3 separate regions of the Mus musculus genome follow, and all the other regions are linked to region 2. The links are chromatin contacts, called in public Hi-C and HiChIP or PLAC-seq maps. All regions are on one chromosome and are shown on one strand. The core of a region is the stretch at or near the end of the contact, and the rest is flanking DNA. Distances in the headings are between cores, read along the strand shown.

Region 1 (3,109 bases), core at 206-2,705, 210 kb before region 2:
CTCTCTACCAACCCCACCTGCTCATCCCAGCCCTCACAGGAGAGCGACAGGTGCCCAATTAGGGAAATTGACCATTTCAAAACTCCTCTGGTGAGGCTGACAGGCGAACCAACTTGGAAGCCCCTGAATGAGCGCTAAAAGTGATGATTGTTAACAGTCATGTGAGCTGTAGACAGCTAGGCTCCCGCTCAGTGGGAGCTGGAGCAGAGGTGGGCCAGCAAGAGAGCTAAGGACAACTGTCTTGGCTGCCTCTCCGCAACCCTGGGTTCCTCACCAACAATACGAGAGTCAATGATACTTAGCTCAGGAAGGCGACTATGGACTCCAAAGGAATAAATACTTGCATATCAATTATCGTAACAGGTGTCAGGCAGCTAAGAGATGTTGGCTGAGTGTTGGGGGGCACGGGTAGAGAAAAGCTTCTTATATGAAATTATTGAAAATCTTTTAAATTAAATTAAATTTATTATATGTGTATTCATGTTTGGTCTGCATGTGTGTGGGTGTATCATATGCATGCCTGGAGGGAGAATCAGATCCCCAAGAGCTGGAGTCAGAGACAGGTGTAAGCTACCATGGGGGTGTTGGGAGTCGAACCTGGGTCCTTTGGAAGAGCATCAAATGTTCTTGACCACTGAGCCACCTAGGAGGATCGATACCGTGGCCCCCAGTGAACTGGAATCTGACTGGAATCTCTCAGCCCGAGGAGGAGGCTTGAGGCATGGCATCTGTTTCTTGTCATATGGTTACCCCCTTTTCTTTAATCACATGTTTGACCTTCTGTTTGAGAAGATGCCAGCCTCAGACTATCCATGAAGGTACTGGGGAACGAGAACTGGGGCTCCACCCTTCCTGTTCTCGGTGGGGCTGGGTGGGCTACTAAGGAACTCCCAGAGCCTTCAGCTCAAGCCTAGAGGTCTTTCCTTGCCAGCTGTCCAGTGTCCTGGTGCTCTGGGGATGGTGAAGTTTGCTTGTATGCCTTTAAGACTTGGAGGCTGGGGGACCTGACTGAAGAAAGCCAGTGGGTTCCTTTGAAATGGAAGTGACATCTAGTGGTCTATAAAAGAACTACTCAGCTGACCCCCAGCCTCAAGCTGGCCCCTGAGGTCCCCTTCTTGGTCCCTCTCCTCCTGGGCCACAACCCTACTTGAGGGATCTAAGCTCCAACTACAGGATCTTGATAGTAGGTGGGTGCCTTGGCCCAGCCCCAGCCTGGAACTCAGGCAGGGCACTTAGCCTAGCTCAGACACCCAGAAAGACCAGGTCTGGGCAGCTAAGAAAAAACAAATGCATACGTCTTTCTCTTGGAGTACAGTGCTGGGGTTAAGGTTCCTGGGTGAAGTAGAATCCTGCTGCTCATGCCCTTTGCTTCTGAGGTACCTGGCTGAGTCCAGGAGCACAGAGGTATAAATGCTGTGTAGGCCTCAGTGCTGAATCATCGGGAACTCGTGGCTGTGCTGTGGTTATGCAATGGCCTGGCCATGGGTCGTTGGTGTCAATACAGGCTTTCAGCCACTGCTTCAATAGGCAAAAGGCTTGAGGGAACACAAGTACCAGGTTGGGGTGTTGGAAAGGAGTCAGGGGGAGGCTAAGGGGGCACGAACCACTGCTCTATACAAGCCTGGTATGAGGAGGCCTGGATGAGGAGAACACAGCCTGCACTCAGGGAGCTTGTCTGAGGGAGACATTGTCCCATCCTTAAGGAACCCCAGTCTGATGGGGGGTGTAACCTGACCTCCAGAAGCCTCCAATATGAAGACGATGTGACCCATCTTCAGGGAGCCCCAATCAGAAAGATTGCAGTTGAGGGTGCGGACAAGAAGGAATGAGGCTCACCTAGACCTAAGGGCTCTTGCCATGAAAACCCAGGGCAGATGGCAGGATGACAGAGTCACAATAACTGAGGTCTGTAGGGGAAAGTGCCATAGGATGACATCCAAGGGATGGCAGGGAACTGGTCTTCCCGCCCTGTGTCTGGATTGTTCCCAGGACAAAGGCTCTGTGCCCACCTGGGGTCCCAAGTCCAACACATGGGGAAGAGGAGAGGACAGGGTAGTCTCCTGACTACCAGCATCCTCCACTCCTTCCCATCTTCTGGGTAGCAAGAGCCCTAACCCTCCCTTTCCCATCCCACTCCCCAGGTCTTATTTTTATAGCCTTTCTGTAAGTGTGAAATGACCTCAAGGCACAGCCAAAAGCTGGAAATAAATCTGAACAGAAATGTTAGTCTCTCTACCCTCTCATCCATCCATAACTCAGGTTCCCTTTGGAGGTCCCAGTTACTGATTTCCTGTATATTCTTCCAAAGATAGCCTAATATATATATATTTACAAACTTTTCTCCCACACAGACAGCCGAGTCTCCACGAGGCTCTGTGTCATTTTTCTCCTGCTTAACCCAGAGGCTCAGAATCGCCTCGTTCTGTTTCTCCACTCCGGTGCATTCCCTCTAACAGAGAGCTGAGCATTCACTCTTGGAGGGGATGTCTCGGGCAGAGCACAGACTTTGGAGGAGGGGGGCTTCTATAGTTTAGATCCCCACTCTGGTATGAGCCAGCTGGTTGACATTCAACCTGTTGCTTAATGTCTCGGTGACTCAGTTTCCTCCTTTATGGGCCTGACGGGAAAGCAAACATTGACCCCAAAGTGTTTTGTGAGGATCCCGTTAGATAACTGGTCCTGAAGGATGCTCTCACCAGGCAGCAGCATGAGTAGCAGGCACTCAATAAACTCGGAGTTACTGCTCCGAGATTATTTTGCCAGACCCCTTCTGAGAAGACCGGCCTGTTCGCAGGCTCTTATTATTATAAACAGTGTGGTAAACAAGCGTCCCCAATCCACATGCCATCTGGTCCTCGTGGGAACGTAGCTGCAGGAAAAGCTACAAAGGCCAAGCTCATTCTGAATTTTGAAGGCAACTGTGAGCTGCCCCACATATGGGTGGTCCTTGCCACACAGTCGACAGCCACGTGTGGGCCTGCTCCATCTGAACACTGACTTTCTTACATTTCTCTGGGCACACAAGCCTATCACTGGGTTCTTGGGAGAAATCACTCGGTCCCTCCCCCTACACCTCCTGACTCCCGTATGTATTCCCACCCTGGGAGGA
Region 2 (2,848 bases), core at 253-2,752:
GTGAGAGTGTTTATATGTATGTGTGAGTGTGTGTGAGTATATGTGTGTGTGTGAGTGTATGTGTGTATGAGTATGTGAGTGGGTGTGAGTGTGTGTACATGTATGAGTAAGTGGGTGTGAGTGTATTTAAGTATGTGTGAGAGTGAGTGAGTATGTGTGTGTGAGTGTGTACATGTGTGAGTGAGTGAGTGTGCGAATGTGTGTGTGTACATGTATGAGTAAGTGTGTGTGGGTGTGTGTATCTGTGAGGGTGAGTGTGTGAGTATTTGTGTGTATGTGTGTGTTCATGTGTGTTTGTGTGTGTGTGTGAGAGAGAGAGAGAGAGAGAGAGAGAGAGAGAGAGAGAGAGAGAAAGAGAGAGAGCCCAGCTAGGCAGGAGGTCAGCTTCAATATAAGGTCCAACCTCAGGTAATCCAAGTTCCTGGTGAGTTTCCCAGAACCCACTTGGGGTTCTCCTTCCCAGCACATTACAGTTTGTAATGGTTTTTATTTGTGCAAATTGCTTGATGCCAGTCTTCCCTGAGCACCTGGCACACTTGCTGAGTGGGTAAAGACTCTAACAGCAGCGTAGCGTTCTGCCATGTCCCGTCCCTGGTACAGCATTCGCAGGTGCTCCTTGCCCAGACCTGGCCGGATCTGCCCATCTTGCCAGAACTGCAGATCAATCCCAGAGAAATTTCATCACAGTTAACCAGGAAGGTCTTTTCTCGAGGAGGGGAGGGCCTCCAGCCTCAAACAGTGCTTTCTGTTCATTGTCTACATCTGGCCAGACCTCCCGAGGGCAGAGGTCACATCTGCGTCTCAGGACTGTCCCCAACACACCCCGCTGTAGTCCGCCAGCTGTGACTCACACAGCTCCTGAGCTCTTCCTCTTTGGCCAGAGACCCACATCACTAACCACAGTAATGTAAGCTGCAGTAACCACACTTACGCGCAGAGTTTCTCCACACCAGGCCAGGGCAATGACCTTATATCGGGGGTCAGCAAGGACAGTCCTACCCGGAGGTAGAGGCATAGCCCAGATGGGCTTCCTCAGGCCTAGCGTCTAGACTTTTTCTCTCAACCGTTTGCAGTCTCTCCACTTCCCCACCAAGCAGCCTAGCAGGGACTTGATGCCCTGCTTGCACATTCATGAAGCGAAGACAAAGAGCGTTCTCTCTCTCTCTCTCTCTCTCTCTCTCTCTCTCTCTCTCTCTCTCTCTCTCACACACACACACACACACACACACACGGACACGGACACGGACACAGACACATACATGGACACACAGACACACACATGGACACATACACATGGACACACACACTCAGAGGGGGCAGTGAGTATCACCAGGGTGGCTTGGAGGGAGACAGGGAAAGTGAGCCAAGCTGTCCCGTATATCTGCCTTCCCTCACCACTAGGTCTCGGACATTCATCTGGGGAAATGTGGCGTCTGAGGATGTGGCTACAGTGGCCAGCATCTGGCGCCAGCAGAAATCCCCAAACCCGTCAGTGCCCTGTTCAGACGTGTCGCTGACCATGCACTGAGTAAGTGCTGAGAAGACACCTGTGCCTAAGGCCACACCCCTGCCTGCCCTCGGCTTCCAGACACACCCCCTCCTAGGGCTCAGGCCATTCCAGTTCTTCCTGTCCAACCCAATGAGGGTCCAGCACATCCACCCCTACAGTGGGCACCAGTAAAAGGGGAGGACAGGTACTGGGCTCCCAGCCCAGCTGTGTGCTCTAAGGAAAATTACCCAACCTCTCTGGAGTTCAACTGGCCCAACTGTAAAAAGGTCAGTTAATTAATAATTATTTATTATTTATCAGTCTACCATGAGATAAGGGTAGACGTACCTATCTTTACATGGCTGCCATTCACAATTCTGGCAGTAAACACTAAGTATCAGGAAAACCAAGACCTTGGAGAAGGGAGAAAAATCAATGTTGTTAAAAACAGGAAGATGGATGGGCTGGAAAGATGGTTCAGTGATTAAGAGCACTGTCTGTTCTTCCAGAGGTCCTGAGTTCAATTCCCAGCAACCATGGTGACTCTAAACTATCTGTAGTGGGATAGGATGTCCTCTTCTGGTGTATCCAAAAACAGGTACAATGTACTTATATACATAAAGAGAAGAAGAAAGAAGAGGAAGAGGAAGAAGAAAGATGAGGAACCTCATCTTTTTTTTTTTTTTTTTTTTTTTTAGCCAGATGCACATAAGATCAAAACTACATCCTCCCAGCTTCCCTTGCAGCTAGGTTTGGCTGGATGACTGAATTCTAATCAATGGGATATAAGAAATGTTGCTTTGCACCCTGGACTGCCCAACCATACTTGCCCTTGGGGGTTGGGGATGAGGCAGCTTGGATCAGACTCTGGGAGTGGGGAGCAGGTGAGATCGCAGTATCAAGCACCTTTATTAATTCCCAGGGAGCGCCCTTTAGACCCTCCACCATCATCCCATTGGTACCAAGCAAGTGAGTCCTCCAAGTGGCAGTTCCCCATTGGCTGTCATTGTCTGTGTCACCACTCTCTAGGCTCTCAGGCAGACTTCAGTTTGGCCCTCATGCTGAAGTTACCTGGGAGGCTGCGCAGCACCTGACTTTATGCAGAAGCAGCCACCACCTTGTCAGTGAGGCCTGCTGTTTCTCCTACAAAGAAGTAAATACAACTTCCAGGAAGTTCCTATAAAGAGAAGGGAGAGCTCCTATTTCAGGATGTCTTTGTCCTTCATGCTGGCTAGAGTGCCAGAAGCCATCTGGGAACTGTGATGACCTTGGAAGTGGAAAGCTAGTAGATCAATAAGAGACAAGACTGGGATCCTCCCAGCGCTTAACCATTGCATTACCCCAGGAGTGCTTACCTCC
Region 3 (3,031 bases), core at 277-2,776, 140 kb before region 2:
TCTAGCTAGTTTTAGTACTAAAAAGGTAATTCCCCCAAATCTGTTTAGGGGGTGTGTGCCCCAGGGAGCCCCAGTTCCCATCAAGCGGAAACATCAAACCTGATAGCAGCCTTGATGACCCCAGCCTTCCCGACAAGCAGTAAGTTACCCTGCAAAGCCAGTGTCTGCCATATTGGCCCAACTCCCTGGACTATCCCCTGTCGGCATTCAGTATACATAGCCATGCACAATTTCCCAGAGCTCGAAAGTTCCAGAAGGCATTGCATCAGGCTGTCACTTCTGCTATGGAGCTCTCCTGCTGTGGGGTTGGGGGAGGGGGGGCAGCTCCAGTGGTTTTTCTCAGTGCTGAGCTGGCAGAGGTTAGCCTCCAGCAGTGCTGTCTGTGGGTGCTGTAACAGCCTTTCCCATAGTTCCCGAGTTCCAGCGCTCTGTTGTGTCCTACCCTCTCTTCGTTATTATCCTCTCTGAGGAGGCACAGAGCGGCAGTCACTTCTTGGATGTGTTCATGTCCCTGTGTGTGCGCACGCGCATGCATGCTTGCATGTGGACACTTTATTGCTCTCCACCTACTTCTTGAGACAGAGTCTTTCCCTGACCCTGGAGCCCACTGATTTGGCTTCCCTTGTTGCTGACTGGCAGGCAAGCTCTAGGGGTCTTCCTGTCTCACGATGCCCAGCAGTCACTGTGCTAGGCCTTTCATTTAGAGTGCTGTGGGCGGGGGAGGGGTGGGTGTCCAGACTCAGGTTTTGGTGTTTGCCGTTCATATCTGCCTCTCTGTGTAAGAAAGCTGAGGGTTGGAGCCTGGGGAAGTCATGGGATCTTGACCAAGGTCATTCAGACCCTCCAAAGTCAGCTAAGATCTGAATCTAGAGCTTCCATCTCGGAAGAAGGTGCAGATATGCTGAGTTGCTTAAAAACAATGCTGGCTGGGCTAAAAAGTCAGGGGAAACAACATAGGCCGGCCCGTCAGGCTAGAGCTCTATCCAGAGCATCTCCAAGAGGAAGGCAAGAGGCTCTACCCTTGGGAGGGACTCCAGGAGGGATCCAGGCCAAGAGGGAGGCATGTTGTACACTGTGGTCTCCAACCACAAGCTGGCCTTCTTTTTAAACTTTACTTCTTTTACAAAAAACATATAAAAACTAATCTGTATTGGATGGTGCTTATTGTGTTCCAGGCAGATGCCACAGCATGGACGTGTAGAGGTCACACAACCTTAGGGGCTCAGTTCTTCCTTCCACCTTATCGGGTCAGGAGTTCTCTTGTAATTATTGTCTGTACTGTGTACATCAGGCAATTCTCCTGTCTCTCACCATAGCTCCCCCGCAACACACACACACACACACCTGGTTTGGCTTGAGTGCTGGGATTATAGATGGGAGCTGATTCATTTGGCTTTTCGCTTGGTTTCTGGGGACTGAACTCAGGTTTTCAGGCCTGTGAAAATAGTGCTGAGCCATCTCTCCAGCCCTAAAAATACATTTTAAATTAACAGAAGTATAGTTTCCAGGAGCCCGTGCCAAACTTCCTATGAGTCAGCATCCAACAGTCAATCAAGCCTGGGAGATTGTGTTAGCAGGGATCCCAGGAGGAGACCAGAGTCCCTGATTCGTAGCTTCCTGGAACCAGGACCCACTCTGGTCTCGTTTGGATTGATTCTGCAGCTAGTACAGGTCTCAGTTCTGGCGGCTGGATCAGTGTGGGATGCCCCTTTTTAATTCTCCCCAAGGATCTAAATGTCTTGAGTGCTAGCCCTGGTGCTAGCTAGCAGTACAAGAGGGCTCAGGCCTGTGCTGAGACCCATGGCAGCTACAGGTCACACCCACTCTAGGCTCTCTTCACTGACACCAGGATCTGCTTCTTGCTTTCCTCCATTCAGGCCCCAGCACCTGTGTCCTCTAAGGTCAGCCAGGTCTCCGTTGCTATTGCTCCTTAGACATCAGGGTGGCCTCCAACATTTTCCGAGCTTGTTTTCAGTTTGGCTGTAGCTCCGGGCTCTGCTTTACTTTTGCAGAAGTGCAGAGGGTTTCTCTGTGTGAAACCTTAGCATTGGCTCTTTGGGAGCTGGCCAGCATGAGGAAATCTGTCTATAGCCACACCGCCTGGGTTCTGGGCCTGGCTCCATTACACTTAGCTGTGTGGCCTGGGGCAAGCTGGTATGCTCCATCGTGAGGACGGAAGGAGTTGGGATGCGTGAAGCTCTGAAAGTGATGTCTGGCCCTTGGGGAGTGCACAGTGAATGTTCTGGCTAATGTCAGTCTCATTAGCAACGCAGCAGGGAGAGTGGAAGAGAAATTAGCCAATGTCCTAGGTTCTGGAGTTGTACAATTTGGCTTCTAGTTTCTAATTCTAGCTTTTAGGTCTTTCATTAACCTCTCAAACCCTGTTCCCTTCTTTCCGTCCTTATTAGTGTGTGTGTGTGTGTGTGTGTGTGTGTGTGTGTGTGTGTGTGTGTGTATGTGTGTGTGTTGTGTATCTGTGTGGTATATGCATTTGTACATGAGTGTATGAGGAGTCCAGAGGCTGATGATGGGAGGCTGTACCTACTAGGTTTGTGTCAACTTAACACATGCTGGAGTCATTTTGCAAAAGAGACCCTCGATAGAGAAAATGCCCCCACCAGGTTGGCCAATGGGCAAGCTTATAGGACCCTTTTCTTGATTGATGATTGATAGGGAGGGGCCCGGCTCACTGCAGACAGCACCACCCCTGGGCCAGTGGTTCTGGTGCTGTACGAAAGCAGGCTCAGCAAACCATGAGGAGCAAGCCAGTGAGCTGCACCCCTCTCTCCAAGGCTCTTGCTTCAATCTGCGGCTCCAGTCCCTGGGCTGACTTCTCTCAGTGATGGAATGACCTGAAAGTTTTCATCCTGGAATAAACCTTTCCTTCCACAAGTTGCTATTGGGCGTGGCGTTTTTTCACAGTCATAGAAACCTTAACTAAGATAGACGTCTCCCACCATAGCTTTCCTTGAAGCAAGGTCTCTCACTGAACCAGAAACTCACCAGTTTAGCAAGGCTAGATGTCTAGTGA

The links. Hi-C and Micro-C count contacts between places; a contact is called where the count stands out from the background. HiChIP or PLAC-seq counts read pairs in DNA pulled down with a chosen protein or histone mark.
Region 1: a contact with region 2 is called in a FOXA1 HiChIP or PLAC-seq map of pancreatic cancer cells. The contact joins two enhancer-like sites. A contact is called at or near these places in 1 of 15 datasets of contacts at CTCF or cohesin (the NIH/3T3 cell line), 8 of 484 Hi-C or Micro-C datasets (bone marrow-derived dendritic cells, bone marrow-derived macrophages, brown adipocytes and 5 more) and 4 of 115 datasets of contacts at active chromatin or transcription factors (bone marrow-derived macrophages, cardiomyocytes, pancreatic cancer cells and 1 more).
Region 3: a contact with region 2 is called in a Hi-C map of the C2C12 cell line, with 4 times the contacts expected there. The contact joins two enhancer-like sites. A contact is called at or near these places in 5 of 484 Hi-C or Micro-C datasets (the C2C12 cell line, the Patski cell line, cerebellar granule neurons and 2 more), 3 of 115 datasets of contacts at active chromatin or transcription factors (cardiomyocytes, embryonic stem cells and fibro-adipogenic progenitors) and 2 of 9 other capture datasets (embryonic tail and embryonic trunk).

Annotation. Positions count from the first base shown.
Region 1 is chr17:45,956,602-45,959,710 of GRCm38.p6, reverse strand. No RefSeq gene overlaps it. Among named protein-coding and RNA genes, the nearest start is that of Gm36122, 9.3 kb to the right of the region's middle. Within about 2 kb of position 1,455, at least 57 of the 459 cell types and tissues checked have an H3K27ac peak or open chromatin away from gene starts, as enhancers often do. A contact at or near this core is called in the NIH/3T3 cell line and pancreatic cancer cells, where this site is marked.
Region 2 is chr17:45,750,900-45,753,747 of GRCm38.p6, reverse strand. The region is part of intron 2 of F630040K05Rik (RIKEN cDNA F630040K05 gene); the gene reads right to left. Among named protein-coding and RNA genes, the nearest start is that of F630040K05Rik, 18 kb to the right of the region's middle. Within about 2 kb of position 1,502, at least 134 of the 459 cell types and tissues checked have an H3K27ac peak or open chromatin away from gene starts, as enhancers often do. A contact at or near this core is called in the C2C12 cell line, the NIH/3T3 cell line and pancreatic cancer cells, where this site is marked.
Region 3 is chr17:45,892,381-45,895,411 of GRCm38.p6, reverse strand. No RefSeq gene overlaps it. Among named protein-coding and RNA genes, the nearest start is that of Gm41584, 8.6 kb to the right of the region's middle. Within about 2 kb of position 1,526, at least 38 of the 459 cell types and tissues checked have an H3K27ac peak or open chromatin away from gene starts, as enhancers often do. A contact at or near this core is called in the C2C12 cell line, where this site is marked.